Linked DNA regions of Macaca mulatta: region 1 is linked to region 2. The links are chromatin contacts, called in public Micro-C maps. All regions are on one chromosome and are shown on one strand. Each heading gives the region's core, a stretch centred on a gene start, on an enhancer-like site or on the middle of the called end of the contact. The rest is flanking DNA. Distances are from core to core; before and after follow the strand shown.

What was found. A called contact is a pair of places that touch in the nucleus more often than the background predicts.
Region 1: a Micro-C map of CD4 T cells shows a contact between it and region 2, with 10 times the contacts expected there. The contact joins the promoter of LOC144330127 here to the enhancer-like site in region 2. A contact is called at or near these places in 8 of 14 Hi-C or Micro-C datasets (CD4 T cells, blood, cortical neurons and 5 more).

The regions. Positions count from the first base shown.
Region 1 is chr7:82,999,068-83,005,602 of T2T-MMU8v2.0, forward strand. LOC144330127 reads left to right here and starts at 2,612. Exons shown (of 5, transcript XM_077940425.1): 1 at 2,612-3,566; 2 at 5,529-5,595; 3 at 6,169-6,254. The coding sequence starts at 2,627. The coding sequence ends at 3,274. LOC144330128 (a long non-coding RNA gene) reads left to right here. Exons shown (of 3, transcript XR_013396020.1): 3 at 1,572-1,703.
Region 2 is chr7:82,926,949-82,932,961 of T2T-MMU8v2.0, forward strand. No RefSeq gene overlaps it. Among named protein-coding and RNA genes, the nearest start is that of CHD2, 89 kb to the right of the region's middle. Within about 2 kb of position 2,958, at least 18 of the 40 cell types and tissues checked have an H3K27ac peak or open chromatin away from gene starts, as enhancers often do. A contact at or near this core is called in CD4 T cells, cortical neurons, fetal cortex germinal zone and 1 more, where this site is marked.

The DNA.
Region 1 (6,535 bases), core at 1,362-3,861, 72 kb after region 2:
GAGCACATGCACAGGCCTTTCCTCTAAGTGAGCCAAGGCTAGGGGTTTGCCTCTTCATCTTCTTTCCCAAAGAAATGGCAGTCACAGGAGTCAGTGTGACTTGGGGGTGGGAGGGATTTCCTCTTGGTTCTCTGGCAGATCACTGAGAGTGAAAAGGAGCTGTGGAGGGGGTAGGATGTGGTCTGCCAGGTGTCAGGTGCTTTTTATTTACAACAGAACTCTTCTTGCAATAAGGAGGGATGACTGAAGAGATGGTATAGCTATGGCAAAAGAAATCATAGCTGTCATTTGTGATAGCAGACAAAGTTTCAATAAAGGGCCTTCTCTAAAGAGGACATCGTGTGGGATGTAAACTTGGGAGAAGAAAGCTGTTTTATGTAAGTTGCCCAAGGTATCCCCTCATACAATTGAGCCACTCCAAAGCTGAATCGTAGGGTTCCAGAAATCAAAGTGGGAGCAAACAAGAGAGCTGGAGGGCTCCCAGGTGGCTTTAGGAGATTGACAGCAATGGGGTGGGGCAAAGTCTGGGGATTCAATTAGACTGGATCTCATGTTTGATTCTAAAGGTAGAATACCTTCAATGAAGCATAGGAGGGAGGAGCTGGCAAATCTGGAGGATCCACACAACAAAAGATTCAAATAAACCTATTCAGCGAAGGGACAGTTTTTGAAAGAAAACTGGGAGAGGCAGAAGGGTCTGAAGGCAAATTATCTGGGCTAAAATACTTCTTAGTAGTGTGAACTCGGGCAAGTTAAACTCCTTGAGTCTCAGTTTCCTGATAGGGATAAGACACAGAGAGGAACGATAACTGTCTCTCATTGGAGTGTAGTATGATCAAGTTAATCACCAATGAGAGTTGAGAACAATGCCTGGCACCTAGTCAGCTAACTCAATGCTTTTCAGCCATGACTGTTTTAATAAAGGCCTGCTCAGGCCTGTTTCCCTGGCATAGACATACTCGGTGATGAATCTGGAAAGGCAGAATCAGAGAGGGATTTCAGGTCGTAATAAGAGGGGAAAAACGGAAGGAAAAGGGAGTGAACAACAGCACAGCAAAAACACACCAGAAGAATGAGAAAAAAGGATTCAGAATGGGGCTATTTCAGCAAAAACAGCCTTGTTGCAGGTCCATGGTGTTCAAAGCTACACTGTGTAAGGGAATGTCTCTTGGAAATTAAATGTCTCTTGGAGAAAATTTAATTTCGGTTGAAGAAGTATTTTGTGGGTGTGTGCGTGTGCCCACTTAGAGCTCAAAGTACATTGCCAAGGAGGGTGGCCAGGTTGCATACAAGGAAATCAAGATCTATAAAAAGTCAGGCAACTTGAGATCAAGTCCTAGCTCTGTCCTAAGTGGCTGATGCTACACTGAGCCAAATCAATCAACAACTGTGTCATTTAAAAAAGCGGCCAGACTATTTCCTAGGCTCTACATGTATGTAACATTTTCTGATGCTAACCCAGGGGCAGAGGCTCAAAAGAATTTAAGAGTTGTTTCCCTCACCCCTAAACCCCTCCCCTCAAAAAAAATCCGTTAAAACTAAGCATCTGGTGTTCCTTTCATTTTCCCCAGGTCCCCTGCCAAAAGGAGCAAGATTTCTAAATACTGGCAACTGGAGAGAGCTACCTCTTTTATTTTTTCCCCATCCATTTCAGGAAAGTTTAGGTTTTCATTTTGTTCCTATGGTCTGCTTAGAGTTGTTTCCAGCTTAAAGTAGGAAGAAGTAATGAAAAAAGTGAGATTTGCCGAAAGGAAATGAAGCTTGTTTTGCCTGGTTCTCTGGAAGGAAGCTGAAAAGGTAGACCACGGTTTTTCAGGTTCAAACTGCTACTCTAACAAACATTGTCCTACAGGGTGGAATCCAGTTAACCGGTATTGAGATTCATTCGCTAAGGCCTCAGGACACTGGACATTCTTTTTAATTTAATTTTTATTTTTTGATTTCCATGGCGACAGCTCACAAGACACTAGACATTCTTTTAGGGTCTCAGGTAAATGGGCAACACGCAGTCTACAAATCCTCAAAATAAATCGCAACTCAATTCGGATACTGGGGCTAGGGAATGTGCTGGTGGTAAAACCATTGGTCCTGACTGTGTGACCTTCATGGGAGGCCTGGGTGCTTAGAACAAATATTTTGAGGATATGGCTGCTTGCCCAAGGGCTGTGGGCCTGCATGTTGTTTGCTCATCATCCTGTCATTTTTTTCTTTCCTTTTTTTAAAGACAAAATCTGAACTTAGAAACACCGAAGCCAGAGCTTTTTCTAGATGCGAAGCCACATTTTGTGCGACCCTGCACTAACGATTCTAGACTGGCCTAGACCATACCAAGTACCCTACAGCTAGCCTGGAGGGGTCCGCACTGCGGGGAGAAAAGCAACAGCTCAGCTCCAACCCCAAAGGTTCCATCACCAGCCAATCCTGGGCCGGAGCTTCTCAGGAAAACCAGAAACGCCTACGGGTAGTGAATGGCACTAAGGCCAGCCTATCCGCACGAAGGAGGCGGAAGGGGTGGGGTTGAAATTACCCAATAGGATGGAAGTAGTTGTTGTTGGGCGGGAGGAAGACGCCAACTAGCGTGCGTGAGGCCGCTCCCGATAGGGGATGCAGGAAGCTCCTGGAGCCAATGGCTGCGGCGGGCGGGCGGCGGCGCGCGTGCGCGCTGGGTCCCGGAGCTGCGGGCGGGAGGCGGGGACGGTGGGGGAGGGGAGCGGGCTGGAGCGCGGCGGAGCTCCTGCCGCCGCCGCAGCCGCTGCCGCCGCAGCGAAGAGGCCATGTTGTGTGGTGTGTGGGGCGGGGGGAGGAGGAGGAGGGAGTAAAGCCTAGAGAGGAGACGGGAGAGAGACACCACACACACGGCACAAGATGGCCGGAGAGGCAGCAGCACCCCGAGCTGTCAGGCGTTCCGCCGCGGCCGCGGGGCCCACCAGCCGGCGGGGAGCTACGCCCGGACGGCCCGCAGGCCCGTGGGAGTGGGGCGGCCGCGGCTGAGGCGAGGCGGGCCGCGCGCGTCGGCGTCAGAGCCCGCGGCAGAGGCTCCCAGGGCGGCCGGGCCCACGACGCCGAAAGCGCCGCTGCGGTTGCCGCCTCGGAGGCTTCCCCGGGCCCCGGCGGCTGGACCCGGCGCGGGCGGGAGGCTCGGGCGGGCGGTCCGGCCCGGGACTCGGACTTGGGCGACCAGGAGGTGCCGGCTGCCGCGCTCGGACCCGGTGAGTGGCTCCCCGGCTCCTTTTATTGTCCTTTGTCCTTGGGAGGAAAAGCAAAATGTCCTTGAGCGCGCGAGCAGGAGGGGGCGGCGGGCCAGGCCTCGCCGCTTGGCTCTTCTCGCACGGCCCCTCTGTGGTCGCGGGCCGGCTCTCCCCGGTGGGATGCGCCTCGGTGCCCTGGGCCCGAGTCGTGGGGTCCCGGGGTAGGGGGCACGCGGGGCCCCGCTGCAGACCCCGCGGGCGGCAGGTGGGCGGGGGGCGGCCTCGTCGCCGGGACTGGATCCGCCAGGAAAGGGGCGGCGGGTGACTGCCGGCGAGAGCCCGAAGGGGATCGGGCGTGGAGAGCCCCTTTCTGTCCTGGTGAGTTATTTTGATATTTAGGGTAAAAAAATCCCTTTCAGGTTCTCCAACGGAGGAGCTTTTTAACCTCTTTCCGGTGAGGTGGGAACTCATCTTCATGATCGAATTTAAAAGAACAATGGAACCCTGACTACGTTTCAACAAAAATAAAACTTGTTTTTTTCCCTCCTATTGGGTGTTGGCTTTTAACTCTTTCAAAGCCGATTTTGAAACGGCTGCAGTGATACATGCGAAGGTACTTGCTGCTTATTAAACCTTTATGACGTTAAGGTTGTCTTTGAAAAATGCAAGTTGGAGGAGTGCTGCTGGTATTTCAGAATTACGAAGACAAGTTTACTGTGTCGTCAAAGCTGTTTAATGGAAATAGATTTGATAATTACGGTGCTAGCTGATGACGTTTGGTTAATGTTTATTTTACCGAGTAATTACGCCAAGATCATTTGATCTCCTGATATTTAAATATTATTAAATACACTGTTTGGTACTTTTTGAAAAGGTCACAAGGCGCCGTTATCTGTAACTTCTCACACCTGAATGTTAGAACGTACTTGGGTCAATTCCTAGTCAAAAGTTCGTAATTTAATTTTTTTGAGAATGTATATTATCACAAGCCATGATCGAAAAACTTTCACAAAAGAACATTCTGACACCAAATCTCTTCCTGAAGTTACTTTCTCGTAATGTAAATATGAATAAAGTAGGACTGCTCTCGGTAATGGGCGATGAAGAGGAGCCATATTTGTTGCATTTGTTGCATGTATAAAAATCTAGATATGCTTAAAACGGAACAGTATTTTAAAAGTACAGGTTTCATAAAATTTAGTAGAGTTCTGTGTATAGTCTCTAATCTTAAAAAGATGTTTGAAGGGTAATTTTTAAGTAGTGGTTTGAAGAACAAACCAGAAGCGCACAAACCTTTGTGTATTTTAGAATATATTTGTCTTCATTCTGCGGAGCTCTTGTGTTGTAAAGGTGCAGAACTACGTAAAAATAGTGTTGGGCAGACTTACATAGTACATCTGAAATCAGATACTGGTTTATTCGACCATATTTCTAAGGGCATTTTTCCAGTAAAATTGTTTTGTTTTTTGAGTAGCCTTCTTATAATGGTACATGTTACATCAGTTGCGCATATCTTGATTTTATAGAATCTGTTTTAAGTACTAATTTTGGTTTTTCAAATCAATGTTTCCGAAATTTTTGGGCACTGAAAGTGGTTTTAAATGGATATTCTGAATCTAGTTCTTTAGAATCCTCTTTGAATTGTGAAATGCAAAATAATTGCTAGCAGTTTAACCTGAAAGATCTTTTTACGTGATAAATGGGGGAGGAGAAAGACTGAAATGAAAATGTTCAAGACCCTGGTTTGAAATTAAGTAAAGGTCTAGATACTGTAAGTTTTAGAATAGCTTTAAAGACAAAGCTAATATCCCACTTGGTGAGATCAAGTAACTTGTGATTTAAAATTTAAAGTAACCAGTGGCCATTTTAACTTCACTAATTTCTCTTAGAGGAGCTAATTTCTAATTGCTCATAATTGTAAAAGAGATTTCTGGATGGTAAGGGAGATACTAAGATGATTTGTCTTGAAGAATGGTAAACTTTTTCTTTGTTTGTTTATTGCCTGTCATAAAAAGAGGGAAAGTAAAAAAAAAAAAAAAAAAGGTTCGTAATCTTAAATCAGTCCAAAAATTTGAATTTTCTGTATTTCTGTTTAATTCAATGTGTTAATCTTTAGTATTGGTCAATACAGCCAAAAGATGAGGAAAACAAAGACTGATAGATACTAAGATAAATAACTGCAACCATAAATGTACAGGTTGTGTGTCGATGAGGCGTCTCTTCAATTTACCCATCGATTTTTGTCTGTGGAATATTTTCTTGTTTCATCACACTGAATCGTTGGCCAAGAAATGTTTAAAATTCAAAACATTAATACCATCTTTCTTCTTTTTTTTAAAGGTGACTTAGAGATTAAAATAAATTTGGTTGCTGATGGTTCTGAACAAATAGAGTTCTTTTATTTGAGGTAAGACTGGGTTTTTATTGTTTTGACAAAAATTAGCTTAAGTTTTTTATTCTTTAATAATTTACATTTCAATTAATCAGTGAATGGTATCATTTAAAAAAGTTGTGATTATGAATATGAGTAAACTATCTGAAATAATTTGACAAAGCCTTTAAGCCTTTTCACTGCAGGAAAGATTAAAAGCATATATGCATAGCCATTGTAACTTAACGTACCCTTTGAATAGTTTAAAATACTGAAGGTCCTTTAAACCTTGTTTAATTTTGGGAACAAGAGAAGACTGATTAGATTTGGAGGAAAACCATGAACCAAAGATAGCTTTTTTTCTGTTGAACTCTATATACTGTGCAAACAATTTTAATCTTTTAAGTATTTAAAGAAATAAGCTTATTGGAGAATTTGAACTAGTTTGCTGTTCGTACTAACAGATTTTAGGGAAGAATGTTTAAAAAATCAGGTTTTGAGCATAGATTTTAAGTTTCTTTTTTGTAATTAAGAAGTTTAAAAACACTTAGTTTTACTTGCTATTGTTTGCTTCATAAGTAAGTTTAGAATCTTTGTTTTCACCAAAAGGTATGCCATTTTGAAGACTGAGACGTTGGAGTTTTATCCTTGAGGACAAAAGAAATCTTTGGGAAAGTCAGTATTTTATATAGCAAGTAAGTAAATGTTTTTACGCAACATCTGCAGTTGAATAGTTACCAACATTTAAGTGAAAAATATCACTAAAGTTTGTTAATGAAACAAACTGTAGACTGTTTATCACTGAAAGGATGGGAAAACCATCAAATTCTTTTGCCTGACATTGAAACACTTCTGTTACTATTAAGACAGTCGATGCATGTAATTTATATTGGAGCAGGAAGACATTTAGTACTGCTTAATAAAATGGTGCTTTAGGATTGTGGTTAAATCTGCAGTAGAGTCATCAAGATTATGT
Region 2 (6,013 bases), core at 1,708-4,207:
TACTAAAAAATACAAAAAACTAGCAGGGCGAGGTGACGGGCGCCTGTAGTCCCAGCTACTCGGGAGGCTGAGGCGGGAGAATGGCGTGAACCTGGGAGGCGGAGCTTGCAGTGAGCCGAGATTGCGCCACTGCACTCCAGCCTGGGCGACAGGGCGAGACTCCGTCTCAAAAATAAATAAATAAATAAATAACAACACCCGAAATTTATAGAGCTTTTTTTTTTTTTTTTTTTGAGGCAGAGTCTCTCTCTGTTGCCCAGGCTGCAGTGCAGTAGCACTATCTCGGCTCACTGCAACCTCTGCCTCCTGGGTTTAAGCGATTCTCCTGCCTCAGCCTCCCAAGTAGCTGAGATTACATGCGCCCACCACACCCAGCTAGTTTTTGTATTTTTAGTAAAGGTGGGGCTTCACCACATTGACCAAACTGGTCTTGAATTCCTGACCTCAAGTGATCTACTGGCCTCTGCCTCCCAAAGTGCTGGGATTACAGGCGTGACCAACCGTGCCCAGCAGAGCACTTTATGTTTAAAACAGGTTTTCACGTGTAATCAACAGAGGATATGGAATCTGGAGCCAGTCAGACCTCAATTCAAATTCTGGTTTTAGTGCTAATACTGTTCTTAGTGTGTATTTATATAGGTAGGTAAGTAGACACTTTTTTTTTTTTTTTTTTTGAGACAGAGTCTCCCTCTGTTGCCCAGGCTGCACTGCAGTGGCGCAATCTCGACTCACTGCAACCTCTGCCTGCCGCCTTCAAGTGGTTCTCCTGCCCCAGCCTCCCGAGTAGCTGAGACTACAGGCGTGCGCAACCATGCAAGGCTAATTTTTATTTATTTATTTATTTATTTATTTCTCTTTTTAATAGAGACGGGGTTTCACTTAGCCAGGCTGGTCTCAAACTCCGCCCTCTGGCAATCCGCCTGCCTCGGCCTTCCAAAGTGCTGGCAGCCACAGTGCCCAGCCCTTACAGGCGTGAGCCACCACACCCGGACTTTAGGGTATATTTTAAAAATAGAGATAGGGATCTACGTTGCCCAGGTTGGTCTTGATCAAACTCCTGAACTCAAGCGATCCTCCCACTTCCGCCTCTCAAAGTGCTGGGATTACAGGCTTGAGCGACTACCCTTAGCCTCAGCGTACTTTTCAACTATTCAGTTTTACTTGGAACAAGTAATAGATTCACATGGTCCAAATTCATAAGTTACTTTTTTTTTTTTTTTGAGACAGAGTCTCGCTCTGTCTCCCAGGCGGGAGTGCAGTGGTGCCATCCCGGCTCACTGCAACCTCCGCCTCCCGGGTTCAAGCGATTCTCCTGCCTCAGCCTCCTGAGTTGCTGGGACTACAGGCACGTGCCAGCACGCCCAGCTAATTTTTGTATATTTAGTAGAGACAGGAGTTCACCATGTTGGCCAGGATGGTCTCGATCTCTTGATCTCGTGATCCGCCTGCCTTGGCCTCCCAAAGTGCTGGAATTCCAAGCGTGAGCCACCGCGCCAGGCGGTAAATTACTAAATCTTACAAAAAAAAAAAAAATTCCCAACTCAGTCACCCTAGCAACCTATATCCTCCTCTTGCTGGAGGTAAAACTGTGTTAACACCTTGATATTCTTCCAGAGATATTTTATGCATACACGGTGCAAGCAAATGGCACATACCATCATTTTACATAAATATTGGCACTCTAAATTCATGAAAAGTTTGAGCTACGGTTTCTTCTATAAAAGAGTGGTCGGGAGGATTACATCACAGAATTATGCAAAATGCCATGGAATCAGCACTCATTAAGGGCAAGTCTCCCTTTCTTCACCCTGAAAAGGGCTGTGAGGGAAAGCGTTTTCAGGGTGCCTCGGAATCACCTTGCTGCCTGGTAATCACAGCCTGTCGGGCCCCATCCACCACCGTCCTCAGCGTTTCCCATTTAGAAGGTCCGGGATAGACGCCTAACAGTGACATTTCCAACAAGCTCCCTGACATTGGAGATGCTACTGTTGGAGGGCCGAGAACCTCAATGTCTACAGTAGAAACTTAGGTGCCCTTGATTCCAACCAAGCTCTACCCCATGAGCGAATTACTCCCTCTGAGCACCAGTGTGAGTAGAAACAGCTTCTATGTCAAAGGCTGCTACGAGGATTACCTAAGATAACCCACGCCTTGCTCAAGGCAAACGTTCAAGAAACCAGAATTGGTTTGGAGATGAAATGGGAGACACAAGAGCAGCTCCAAGGGGAAAGGAACGTCCAGAAAACCAAGAAATAGTACTAGCAAAGGGTGCTGACCAGGTCCCTGGAGCTGCACCCCGGCCCCATGCGCCTCCCCATCTCCCCCGGCCGCACCGTGCCCTCCCCGCCCCCAGCACCACCCCGCGCTGCCTGGGAAACGCCCTGGCTTGGCCTGGCTTGGGGCTCCGGGCAGAAGGGAGGTCTGAAAACCAAGGTTGGGGCCTCCTGTGTGAAAGTCTGGAAGCACCAAGCACCGCATACCAAAACACCTCCAGACAACCGTATGGCGTTCTTTTTAAATTAAGTTGTTCCGGGGCGGTGGCTCACGCCTGTAATCCCACCAGGTTGGGAGGCTGAGGCGGGCGGAACCCTTGAGCATGGGATCTGGAGGCTGCAGAAAGCTGTGGTCCGGCTACTGCACTCCAGTCTGGGGGACTGAGTAAGCCCGTCTCAAAAATATAAGACAAAATGCAAAATTAATAATTAAATGTGTGTAAAGATGTAGATGACCCTCTAGCCCTCGATGAACCAGACTAAAAACGCTCCCACACTAAAGGTGGTGCCCGGAGCGGCCCCGCCCTCGGAGCACGCTTCTGGGCCAAGGCTGGCAGCGGAGAGCGGACGTGCTGTGGGCAGGGAATGAAATGGCGGAGGAAGGCGGGGCAGGGTGCGGCCGGAGCCCCGAGGCCATCCACCAGGGGGCAGCCGCGCGTCTGCGTCCCGCGGGCGGCTGGAACCAGCCCTGCCGGAAGTTGGGGCGGTGCCTTCGCTTCCGCAGCGCCGTGCCACGTGGCCGGTCAGGAAGGATCGGGGAAAACAACAAGATGGCGGCGGCCGGGGGGCGGGGTCAGCCTGGCGTCCCTGAGGCTGCGAGCCCCTTAAAGGCCCGCGTTCGAGGGATCCGGAGAGATAAATTAAGTGGTTTTGCTTAGCCTTGGGCCGTTCGACTAAATATGGGCTCGCGCGGGGACAACTGCGCCAAGCGGACGCGCCCTCCGCCTGGTCGGAGTTCATAGACCCAGGCCCTGCGGGGGGTCCCACGGCGCAGTCCCGCAAAGCTGCCAGCGTGCTTCCCAGTCGGCGCCCGTTTATTTTGTCCCAGCGTTTGCTGCTCCCTGCAAACGAGGAGGGCAGAAAACTCTTCCTCGGGGCGTTTTCTTCCTGAGCGAGAGATTAGGTTGCTGCAAATCCAACGAGGCGAGTCCTCTTGGATCGAATTAATGCATTGGCTCTTCCCTTTGCAACAGCTTTGATGACCGTTTCCCGCCTTTGTGCAAAGCATTAAAACAAACCCTTCCTACCTTCCTCCAAACGAAGGAGAAAAATCTCTATCTGGGTTTTAAAGTAGCTTCCCCGCCCCGTTCAAATGTTGGAATTTTGTTGTTGTTTTGTTTTTGACCGTAGACGGGAGCTGCCCTAGGACCTTGAATATGTGGTAAAGTCTGAAATTCTGTTAATTTATATCAGCCACCTTGGACACCTTTTCAGGAAATAAAAATGTAGACATCGGTCGCTGTGTATTATAAAATGCAAGAAATAAAGCACAATGGTCAAGTGCTCAAGGCCCACAGCTTCCCCTTCATGTCGTTGAATCTAGTGCTGAAAGACCAAGCCTTTCACGCTCTGCCGGGGCAGTTGCCCCAGAGTCCGTTTTCATTTCTCACCACTGTTTTTATTTTACGTGAGTTTGAGATGCAAACGAGCCAGTGTGGGTAAAAATAGTTAACCCCAGCTACTCAGAGTGTGATGGTATATTTAGAATAAAGGAGACATTTGTCCTTGGTTTTATTTATAAATGTGTCATCTTACATTTAGGATTCGGATTCTCTCATGCTCGCTAAGTAAATTGTGAGGCCATTGGCATGTCTCTGAAATATGACCTTTTTCTTCCTTTTTTAAAACAATAATACTTGCCTCCCAAAGGTTTGGGAGGTTAATGTTAAAAAAAAAAAAAAAAAAAAAAAAAAAAAAAAAAAAGCCTGAATGTAATAAGGCTTCCAATCGAGGGCACACGACAGTGACAGCTGGGGAAAAGACATTATTTTCTTTATGAAGAGATCCCTTATGGTTTCTTCAGGCTGGTAGGGATTTTTAACACTTGTGCTGTGATCAAAACTGTATTACTATTGATAGTATAATGTGAAGGGGGGCGGCGGAGGGCGTGGCAAGTCTTCTATTATAAGGCTTAAGGGTGGATTTTTGACCCAATCAGAGATTTAAGAGAATTTTTCTTTAGCCACTCCTTTGTGTATCCATGCCCTCTGAGGCTTCACTTCAGACTCTTACATCGTTTGGCAAAGAAGCGGTGGACAGAGTTTCTAAAGAATCCTTTAATCTAGAAAGGTCAGGAACCCTCCTTCCCCTCAGTCTGAGAAAAGAATGCAGCTTTCCTACATAGCATTTCTTCCAAAGGACCCTGCCCCATTTGTGTCCATATATTTTGCAGTGACTACCTCCTTTTTTGTCTCCTTTTGTACGTACGGTTCAGATAAAATCTCGGACAACTTTTTCAGCAAATGCCACTGGCATACCGGAACACAAGCTTTAGAGTAGAGCCTCAGGTCTTAAGTTGTCTCCAGACTTTCATTAACACAGGCTTCCTGTTAAAAAAGAGAAAATGTATTTTAAATTTTAAAATACCTTATTCTAAGAACTTTAGTTAAAAAAAAAAGAGAGACAGAACAAATTTAAAAGAACCCATACTCTAATAATGTAGTTACTTGTTCTTAGGCTAGGCTTAAGTTTGTTTTGGGGGGATTATACTGGGTGTACAATTTGTTACCTTGTTTACTTAACATTTAGAAATTACTATTATATTACTGAAGCAAATTGTGCTCAACAGAAAACATGAAAAATACAAAGAAAATCACCCAAAATGTGACTACCAAGAAATAACCACTATTATGCTAATCGTCTGTACATCTGTATTTGTCTTAAAATAATACTAGACATAGTTTTATAACCTACATTTTGTATTTACATATAATGTACTTTTTTATGGCAATAAGAATCTTCATGACTTTGAGTCTGCACAGTATTCCAGCAGATGAGTATGCCATAGTTAACCATTAACAGTTCTCCTATTGGACACCAGATTTGTTAAATAGGTTTTGAGTTTTGTTTTGTTTGAGTCAAGGCGTTGCCCAGGTGAGATCATAGTGCACTCCAGCCTAAAACTCCTGGGCTGAAGCAATCCTCCAGCCTCAGCTTCCCAAGTAGCTGGGACTACTGGCCCAAGATGCTGTATGCAGCTCGTTTTTTGTTTCTGTAAATAATGCTGGCATGAACATTTTAATACAAAAAGTTTTGTACAAGTTTCTGTAAAATAAGATTTACAGTGAATCTGTTGATACTTTTTTTATTGTATTTGATTGTATTTGGTTGTTTGATACATATTTTAACTCTCCAAACCAAATTTGTTAATTGTATTGCCTCCCCAGCCTAGCTCAAATCCTAGCTCAACTTTAATTGCCCTCACTCTTCTAAATTGATACTGGGTTTTTTTTGTTTTTTTTTTTTTTTGAAAATTGTAAATTGTATATTCTCGATGTTATATGCATGTGTGTCCAATAAATACCGGACATGGACATTAACTTCAAGTTAAATATTTAAAAGGACTCCATCACCGTCAACCTGCTAATACTACGGAAACCTGTTTTCCTTTTTTTTTTGTTTTTTATTTTTGAAATGGGGCCTCTGGCTCTTCCCCCAGGCTGGAGTGCAGTGGCGCAATCTCAGCTCACTGCAAGCTCCGCCTCCCGGGTTCACGCCATTCTCCTGCCTCAGCCTCCCGA